Regions from separate parts of the Sus scrofa genome. Here all the other regions are linked to region 3. The links are chromatin contacts, called in public HiChIP or PLAC-seq maps. All regions are on one chromosome and are shown on one strand. Each heading gives the region's core, a stretch centred on a gene start, on an enhancer-like site or on the middle of the called end of the contact. The rest is flanking DNA. Distances are from core to core; before and after follow the strand shown. Region 1 holds the start of BCL9L (B-cell CLL/lymphoma 9-like protein). Region 2 holds the start of VPS11 (vacuolar protein sorting-associated protein 11 homolog). Region 3 holds the start of CBL (E3 ubiquitin-protein ligase CBL).

Region 1 (2,700 bases), core at 109-2,608, 240 kb before region 3:
TGCCCCACCCCACCCCCAGCCAAGCCCACATCACATAGAATCCTTGGCAGGGGTGACTCCTCCAGTCACAGCCCCTGCAGGTCCTAGACAGTGCTTGGGGACAGAGGGTGACCCCCAGCAATCCCCATTCCTAATGCACCTCCTTCTGGAGGCTCCCATGAGCCAGGAGAGGAGTGCTGGGGTGCTGAGACCCAAGGGGTTGGTGAGCCTGGAAGGGGGACTACATCTCCCAGAAGCCCCCAGGGCAGGGTTGCTGCTCCAGCTGGCCCAAGGCCGGCCTTGTTCTCTGCGCTAGGGTGGCAGGGTCCCCTGACTGCCCCTAATCCCTCCCGTCTGTGTTCTGGGGTTGCCAACCTGATTGGGGGCCCAAGAGTAGCCTCCACTAACCCTGGGAGCAACCCTCCCTCAAACAGCCTGGGGGTGCATGCCAGAGGGCAAGGGACAATCAGCCAGTGTTCCCCCCTCCCCAATTCGAAGTGGATCTCCCTTCTCACGCCTCTGCTGGCCTGGCATGACTTTCGCCCTCGGCCCCAGCCCACCCCTCACCTCGCGCGGGTCGGGGGTCCTCACGCCAGGCCGGAGCTGGACGCCATGACCAGGTCAGGGTCGGTGGGTGGATTGGGGTCCTCCTGCTCGCCAGTTGGAGGTGCGGAGGGGGGCAGGCAGGCAGTGATCTTTTGATCCTGGACGCCTTGATCTCAGTACCAGCACGGCCCGGGAGTGGGTATCCGGGGGTCGCTGGGCGCCTGGGTTCCTGCCTCCCAACCGCGGAGCATGGTCGTGGGCGCCCGGCAGCGGCGGGAGAACGCGCACAACAGCCCGGCCCGGGGCTCGGGGCTGGGGTCTCGGCCCCGAACCTCACGGCTCCGGCTCCTGCTCCTCCTCCCTTCCTTCCTTCCTTCCTTCCTTCGCCTCCTCCTTTCACTTTCCCCGAGGCCCGCGGGGACGGCGGGCGCGGGGCGGGGAGGGGGCTGTCTGGGCGCTTATTGTTGGTCGGACGCCGAGGGTCCAGGTCGCAGCCCCCGGGCGGCGCGGCGCCGGGGGACCCAGGCGTGCGGGTGTCCGGCCGGCTGGCTCCGGGCGGCGGCGGTGGTGCAGCGGCCCCGAGTCCGGGGCATGTCCGGCCACTGGCTCAGCCGCTCGCCGCCGCCTCCCCGGGCTCCCCTGCGCTGCCGGAGCCTCGCTCGCCCCTCCACTCGGCTCCGCTCCCCAGCCTGAATAAGCATCGGGGCTCTCTGGCTGCCTCCTTCTGCCTTCATACCAGAGCCCGGAGAGGCCCCTGTCAAAATAAGAGCTCCCCCATCTCGCTCGCCTCCTCGCCCAACCCGGCTCCCCCAGCCTCCCAGTGGTCTGACTCGGTAAGGCGCCCGGCCGGCTTGCGGGAGGCAGGTTGGCCCGGGGGCGGGGAGGGGGCGTCTATCTCTCTCTCCTCCCCATTCCCGAGGACTGGGGAGGAGGCGCGCTAACATCTCAGGCTAGGGAGAGGTTTGACAAACACACCCTCCTATCTACACTGATTGGAAGGAGTGGGAGTTGCCTAGACTCCCCCAACCCCCAACACACACACACACACACACACACACACACACACAACTGGGTCCCTCTCGGTTGTACCCACCCACATTCATTATGCACTGAGCATCTCTTTATTCATCTCTCTTTCCTAGTAGACCATGAGGTCCTTGAGGATGTAGACTAAATTTTTTCATCTCAATCCTCAGCATCACAAAGTGGATGCTAAGAAAATGTTTGTAGAAGTAAAACCATTGTTCTCTCAAAAGAGCTCTCTCCTAACCTCAAAGTGCTACACACACACACACACACACACACACACACACACACACACAAGGAGACCCTATAGGTGAGTAGGTGCAGTGAAAAAGAAATTGTCAGGCACTATTTTAAAGCATTTCACATATGTTATTTCAACGTGTGCCACAAACCTGTGAGAAAGATGTTATGGCCCCATAATACTGATGAGGAAACAGAGGCTTGCATTAGTTAAGGACTTCCTCAGGGTTACACAGCTAGAAAGTGGTAAGCCCAGGACTAGAGTTTGGGTGTCCTTACCCCAAGGCACTTTCCCTGTATCCCACTGCCCCCTGCACCCAAAATACCAACAAGTAACAAGCATTGCTGGCTTCAGAAATGAAGGGCACTAGCAAGCTCCCTTGTTCTTGCTATTTGTTTCCTCTGATCTGTCCCCTGCCCCTCCTCACAGACGCCCCCAGATGGCTCTAGCCCTCACTGACCTCCGTCTCTTTTGATCATCTATTACATCTGTGCTACCCAACCGAGTACCTACTTGTATGTTTTATCTTGTTTCTCCTGTGTGTATATCTGGTTACCCCCAAAAACTCTTGGGGCCCCAAACCATACCTCCTAAGCTTCTTTATTCCCCACAGCACACGAGTGCTGGGCTCATAGTAGGGATTCAGTAAACATACACTTGATAGGTTGATGGTGCTCACAGCTGGGTACTGGGCAAGCTCTGGGGAGGCACAGCTGGAAAAGAGGGAGAAATCCTGAAAGAAGATAACATAACAACCCCTGTGGGTGCCTAACATGGAAGTTTACAAAGCATTTTTATACACACTAACTCTTGGTCATCATTTGAGCCAATGAGCGAAACTTCCCCAAGTGCCTACTATGTCAAGACCAAGCATCGTTAGGGATTGGACCATCACAACCCTATGAGAT
Region 2 (2,700 bases), core at 45-2,544, 130 kb before region 3:
GTCATCTGGCGGTCCAGTTTCTACCTTTGTGCCCTCATCAGCAAGAAGATCCCATGGAGAGGAAGACTGAGCAGTAGGGGGAGCAACCACATCAACAACAAAGATGTTAGTTGGCTGTTCACATCACTCTTGGCTTTCACATTGCTTCCTTTAACATATATTATCCATAGTCTTAACAACTGACATGACATGCGATCTAAAAATTCTAATAGTACAGAATATGCTCGGCAGGACAAAGTGGGTCCCATCTACTCCCCACTTGTGATTCTGCCCATGGATTGAGATCCTGAAACAGTTCCAATACTTGTGTGACAAAGAGGAAAAAAATCTGGGCTGGCAATTAGGAAATCTGTGTGCCTTCCCCTCATTCGGTTTTTCGACAAACGTACACATCCTTTCCCGTCAGATCAAGGAGCCGAAAGAAGAGGAAGACCATCCTCATTCTTGCTTCAACAAACATGAAGCATCTACCAGGCTGTTAGACCTGGTTCTTGGTAACCAAGATACAGCTCCTACTCTCTGAGAACTCCACGAAGGGAAAAAAGAATAAAATGTTCTAGAAAATAAAAAGCTGGAATTCTCTTGTGGCACAGTAGGTTGGGGATTCCGATATTGTCACTATAGGGCTTGAGTCACTGCTGTGGTATGGGTTGGATCGCTGGCCCAGGAACTTCCACGTGCTTCAGGGGTTCCCCCCCCAAAAAAAAAAACCTATGGGGGCAAGAATGCAAAAATAAACTTCACAAATACTAACTATACATACAAATACTAAAAATATGACCACTTTTGCCATGTTCCATACTATCTCAAATGACTCGGGTATTTCTATTTGTAGTTTCTTGTTGCGTGAAACTGCAGTTTTCCACACTCACAGTTGATTTAACCCAGGTCCGGCCTGGTGGGTACGAGGGAGTGTCTTAGGCATTTGCCATTTGTTAAATCACTCAGTGCTCTGCTTCAAGGCTCTTGCCTGAAGAGTCCTGTGACGGTAGAACGTAATTCATCTAGGCACAGCGGGTTACAAATTCACAATCAAGTCCTCATCTTGATCCGTAATTGCTCGCGAAATCGTAATTGCGCAAAGACGTGAAGGTCCAGCTCTCAAAAAACATCCTGGCTAGCGCACTTACAGAGCCAGCAAAACCGCAAACCGAGCTGGCTGCTGGGCGCAGGTCCGGGAACCCGGCTTCACGCGGCCCCGCCCACTCTTCCAGTAGCCGGAACCTGTTCCGGGACAGAAAAGCGCAAGTGCACCCAGGCTCCAGGAAGCTGTCGGGTCACGTGATCCACCGCCTCTTCTCACGTGACCTCTCTCGCGGAGGCGGGGGCCGTCGGCCAAGATGGCGGCCTACCTGCAGTGGCGGCGCTTCGTTTTCTTCGACAAGGAGCTGGTGAAAGAGCCGCTGGGCAATGATGGAGCTGCTCCCGGGCCCGCACCTGCCTCTGCACCTGCTGCTTCCAAGTTCCTTTGCCTCCCTCCTGGCATCACTGTCTGCGACTCAGGCCGAGGGAGCCTAGTCTTTGGAGATATCCTTCCTCTGGAGCTGTCTCTTCCCTCCCCAGCTTGGATGAAATATGTCCGTCAGAGGTTTTCCTTTTTCGTGCCACTTTCCTTTAGATGCGCGCCCAGTGCTAGCTCTGTGGTCAGAGGCAAGAAAAGGAGGAAGTCCATTCTGTATCTTGTTGCCTGCTGAGCGAGCAGTCTTGGGCAAGTCATTTAATCTCTATGGGCTTCAAGTTCTTTATCTGCAAAAGGGGTGTAAAATAACAATTTGGTAAGGTTGTTTTTAAGATCTATCAAAAGAACGGTTGCACCTTGGCTTTAAAAGTTGAATATGGGAGTTTGCACTGTGGCACAACTGGACTGGTGGCATGGGTGGTAGATTCAATTCCCCAGGGCCTAGTGGGTTAAAGGATCCAGCGTTGGGTCGCAACTGTGGCTCAGATCTGATCTCTGTCCTGGGAGCTCCATATGCTCCCCCCCCCCAAAAAAAATTGTGTTATGTAAGGTGTCATTATCTTCCCTGCCTAATGTGGGCAAGGAGTCAAATGAGACCATCAGTTTGGTGCTTTGTTCTCTGTATTGCTGTCGCTAAATTCTGGCCTTCTTTTCTACTTTTTTTAAGATAGGGCTTTCCAAGAGATAATATGTGGAAAAACCCTTGAAAAGTTTAAGGGGTTGTATGTATGTTAGTGGTTTTTGGGGTTCTGGCCTAAATAAGATAAGTCTATCTCCTTGGAAAGGAGGCTCCTTGACTACTCTGCACATATGGAAGGCCAGATCTGGTTCTTGCCCCGCTCCTTACAGCTTACGGGTTTCCAGGCCTACAAATTACGGGTGACACACCTGTACCAACTGAAACAGCACAATATTTTGGCATCTGTTGGTGAGGATGAAGAGGGCATCAACCCCTTGGTGAGTACTAAATAGAAGATGGGGAAGACCCAGAATCCTTTGAATGGTTGTTGTTGTAGGGTGACTAGTATTCACACATCTAAGGTCTGTCTACAGGTAAAGATCTGGAACCTGGAGAAGAGAGATGGTGGCAATCCACTCTGCACTCGGATCTTCCCTGCCATTCCAGGGACAGAGCCAACTGTCGTGTCTTGTTTGACTGTCCATGAAAATCTCAACTTTATGGCCATTGGTAAGCAGAAAGTAGGCAAAGCTAATATCCCGTGATTCTTTATAGATTTTCT
Region 3 (2,700 bases), core at 145-2,644:
AGAAGGAATTCTGGTATTTTGTAACTTGATGAGCATAGGATACAGATATTGGAACAGTATAAAACTACTGTAAGGCTGTTTGGTGTTAGATCATGACCGTTAACTTCAGGAGGTAACAGGGATGTTTAAAGTGCTTTTTTGTGTGTGACGGTGTCAGAGCTAGACTTTAAGAACACTGGCTTGGTAGCAGAATGGATTGGCGGTGGCAGGGAAATCAGTGAGGAAAGTGTTTCAATAGACCAAGGAAGAGAGAAGGAGGATTGACAAGTAAGGGTGGAGGCACTAGGGATGCAAAATCTTGACAATTATCTAAGAGCTTTGCCTAGATTTTTTTCTTTAGACATTTTAACTCTTTCTAGGTAGGAACTGATTAATGGAAATTCTACTGATAGGGAATGACTCCACTGATAGATGAAGGCCATTGAATTGCAAACCAAGGATGTCTGGCTGAAGAGTGCTCAAGTGCGGAGATATTTTTTCCCCTCTTACAGGATCATTTGATAAGCTTAATCCCCTAATCAGTCAAGAGCTTTGTGGAAGAACCAGGCATGGAATCTAAGGAGGAACTGAGTACTTATTGACACACTGGGGCCTGCAAGCTCCCAAAGCTGAGGTTCAGAATTAGCAAATTAGGGCAGGGCACTTCCTTCTTTAGGAGGGAAGTTCTTTTTTTTTTTTTTTTTTCAAAGCTCTTCCAACAGAACTTTTAGATTAGAAACTGACGTGACTGGAAACCGCCTTTCTGTTTCATGGGAGCAGTGAGTATTCCTCAGGCCTGGGCTTGAAGGTCACAGTTTCCATGCTGGGGGCCTGATGTTAGATATGCCCACCTGCAGAGCAATGCGCTGAGCAGGGTAACTTAAGAAAATATTCAATTCCCAGAAAAGGAACTAGTATTCAAAGGGAAAAAAAAGGGAGAACTATTTTGTTTTCAGAAGGTCAAAGGGCCTGGAAGAAAAGCTTGCGGCCTGAGTGTCTCAAGATTTTCTGGGGTCTAAACAGGATGCAACAATCTGCAGCAGTCACATTCCTGTGCTTGGTCCCGACTTAACAAGTTTAGAACACTAACTTCCCTTTTTCACCCACAATGTGAAGAAACAAATAACTTTAAGTTCAATTTCCTCATCTGTCAGGTGTGGAGGAAAGGCTAGACGACGAGATTCTTTCAAGAGCTACCTGTCTTAATTTAAAGGCTCCAATAACCCTCTCCAAGAGCAACGACCAACCACCCATAAGGAATATGGAGGGCTTGACTGCTACCCAGTGCGCAGACTCCATGTTAGACCCCGCCCCGTCCTTTCCCCGCTCCTCCAGCAGGGGGCACTGGCGTGAAGGTTCTGCCTGGGCCCGCCCCCCCGGGGCAGGGACTCCGGAGGCGGCGCGGAAACTTGGCCGCCGCTTTCCGGGAGCCGTGGCTTGGGAGGAGGTCGCTCCCCTCTCCAGAGGCGGCCTCCGACTTCCCTGAGCTCCGCGCGCTCCTCCCGCCCCCGGGCTCGCGCTCTCTGAAGGGGCGCGCCCGCGCGGACTCGCGCTCCGGGCTCCGCCCCCTCCCCCTCCCCTCGGCCGCCCCTCCCTCGGCCCGGACAGCCGGCGGCGGTGGCGGCGGCGGCCGGGAGAGGCCCCTCCTTCACGCCCTCCTTCTTTCCCTCACTCGCAGCAGAGCGGAGCCGGCGGACGCGGCTGGGCCCCTCACCCTCCCCGGGCCATGGCCGGCAATGTGAAAAAGAGCTCTGGGGCCGGGGGCGGCGGCGGCTCCGGAGGATCGGGCTCGGGCGGCCTGATCGGGCTCATGAAGGACGCCTTCCAGCCGCACCACCACCACCACCACCTCAGCCCCCACCCGCCAGGGACCGTGGACAAGAAGATGGTGGAGAAGTGCTGGAAGCTCATGGACAAGGTGAAAGGCCTGCCTAGGACCCGCGGGAGCAGGGGTGGGTGTGGGCGGAGGGGCCGAGGGAGGGGAAGGAAGGGACAGAGGAAGCTGGGGGAGGGGACGGGTCGTGCGAGGCTGGGAGGCGAGGAACTGGGGTGACGGGGCCGAGGGGTGGGGGCGTAGGGGTGGGGAGGAGGACCGGAGGATGGGGGTCGACGGTGGGGGAAGGGCTGCGGTTGGGATTGGGGAACGTTGAGATGGTGTGTTTGGGGTTGCAAGACAAAGATGGGGTGGGGGCTGGGGCGAAGGTTAACTGGGGAGCCACCGGGGCGGAAGTATAATGGGGGGTGCAGAGTTTGGGGCTCTGTGCAGAGAGTAAGGATGTGGGTCACGGAATTGGCCCCGGGAGATAGGAGGGAGGCGGGTGAGGAAGAGCTCTTGATTTACCGGCTAAGAACTATTAGCTGGATGAGCTCTAAGGAATTACTTTTACGGGCTCCGATTGAGAGACCTGGGGTCCTGACAACTCCGCAGGCAAACCGCGCTCTGGGTGAACATTTCGGTTTTTTTCTCGTTAAGATGTAACTCCGAGATAAAAGAAATGGGGGATGTTTAAATGGGCCGAGGGAGGAACTTTCCTCCCCATATAGCGCTGGCTCAAGTTTTTATCCCCCAAAACATTGGATGGGATCCATTGCTGGTGCTGAGAAATGCACTGATTAAACCACAAGTTCTGGTTATAACTATTATCTTCGGAGAGATGTATTGCCTGAGCGGGTTAAGCAGCAGATTCTGACTCTTTCAGAACTTCCTCCTTACACACCCAG

The links. HiChIP or PLAC-seq counts read pairs in DNA pulled down with a chosen protein or histone mark.
Region 1: a contact with region 3 is called in an H3K27ac HiChIP or PLAC-seq map of alveolar macrophages. The contact joins the promoter of BCL9L here to the promoter of CBL in region 3. A contact is called at or near these places in 1 of 5 promoter capture datasets (fetal liver) and 1 of 2 datasets of contacts at active chromatin or transcription factors (alveolar macrophages).
Region 2: a contact with region 3 is called in an H3K27ac HiChIP or PLAC-seq map of alveolar macrophages. The contact joins the promoter of VPS11 here to the promoter of CBL in region 3. A contact is called at or near these places in 2 of 5 promoter capture datasets (fetal skeletal muscle and liver), 4 of 47 Hi-C or Micro-C datasets (brain, embryonic fibroblasts, heart right ventricle and 1 more) and 1 of 2 datasets of contacts at active chromatin or transcription factors (alveolar macrophages).

The regions. Positions count from the first base shown.
Region 1 is chr9:46,173,694-46,176,393 of Sscrofa11.1, forward strand. BCL9L (B-cell CLL/lymphoma 9-like protein) reads right to left here and starts at 1,359. Exons shown (of 11, transcript XM_013979456.2): 1 at 547-1,359.
Region 2 is chr9:46,284,424-46,287,123 of Sscrofa11.1, forward strand. It overlaps VPS11 (vacuolar protein sorting-associated protein 11 homolog), which reads left to right and starts at 1,295. Exons shown (of 16, transcript XM_021062957.1): 1 at 1,295-1,527; 2 at 2,268-2,416; 3 at 2,513-2,648. The coding sequence starts at 1,341.
Region 3 is chr9:46,415,543-46,418,242 of Sscrofa11.1, forward strand. It overlaps CBL (E3 ubiquitin-protein ligase CBL), which reads left to right and starts at 1,395. Exons shown (of 16, transcript XM_003129932.4): 1 at 1,395-1,897. The coding sequence starts at 1,706.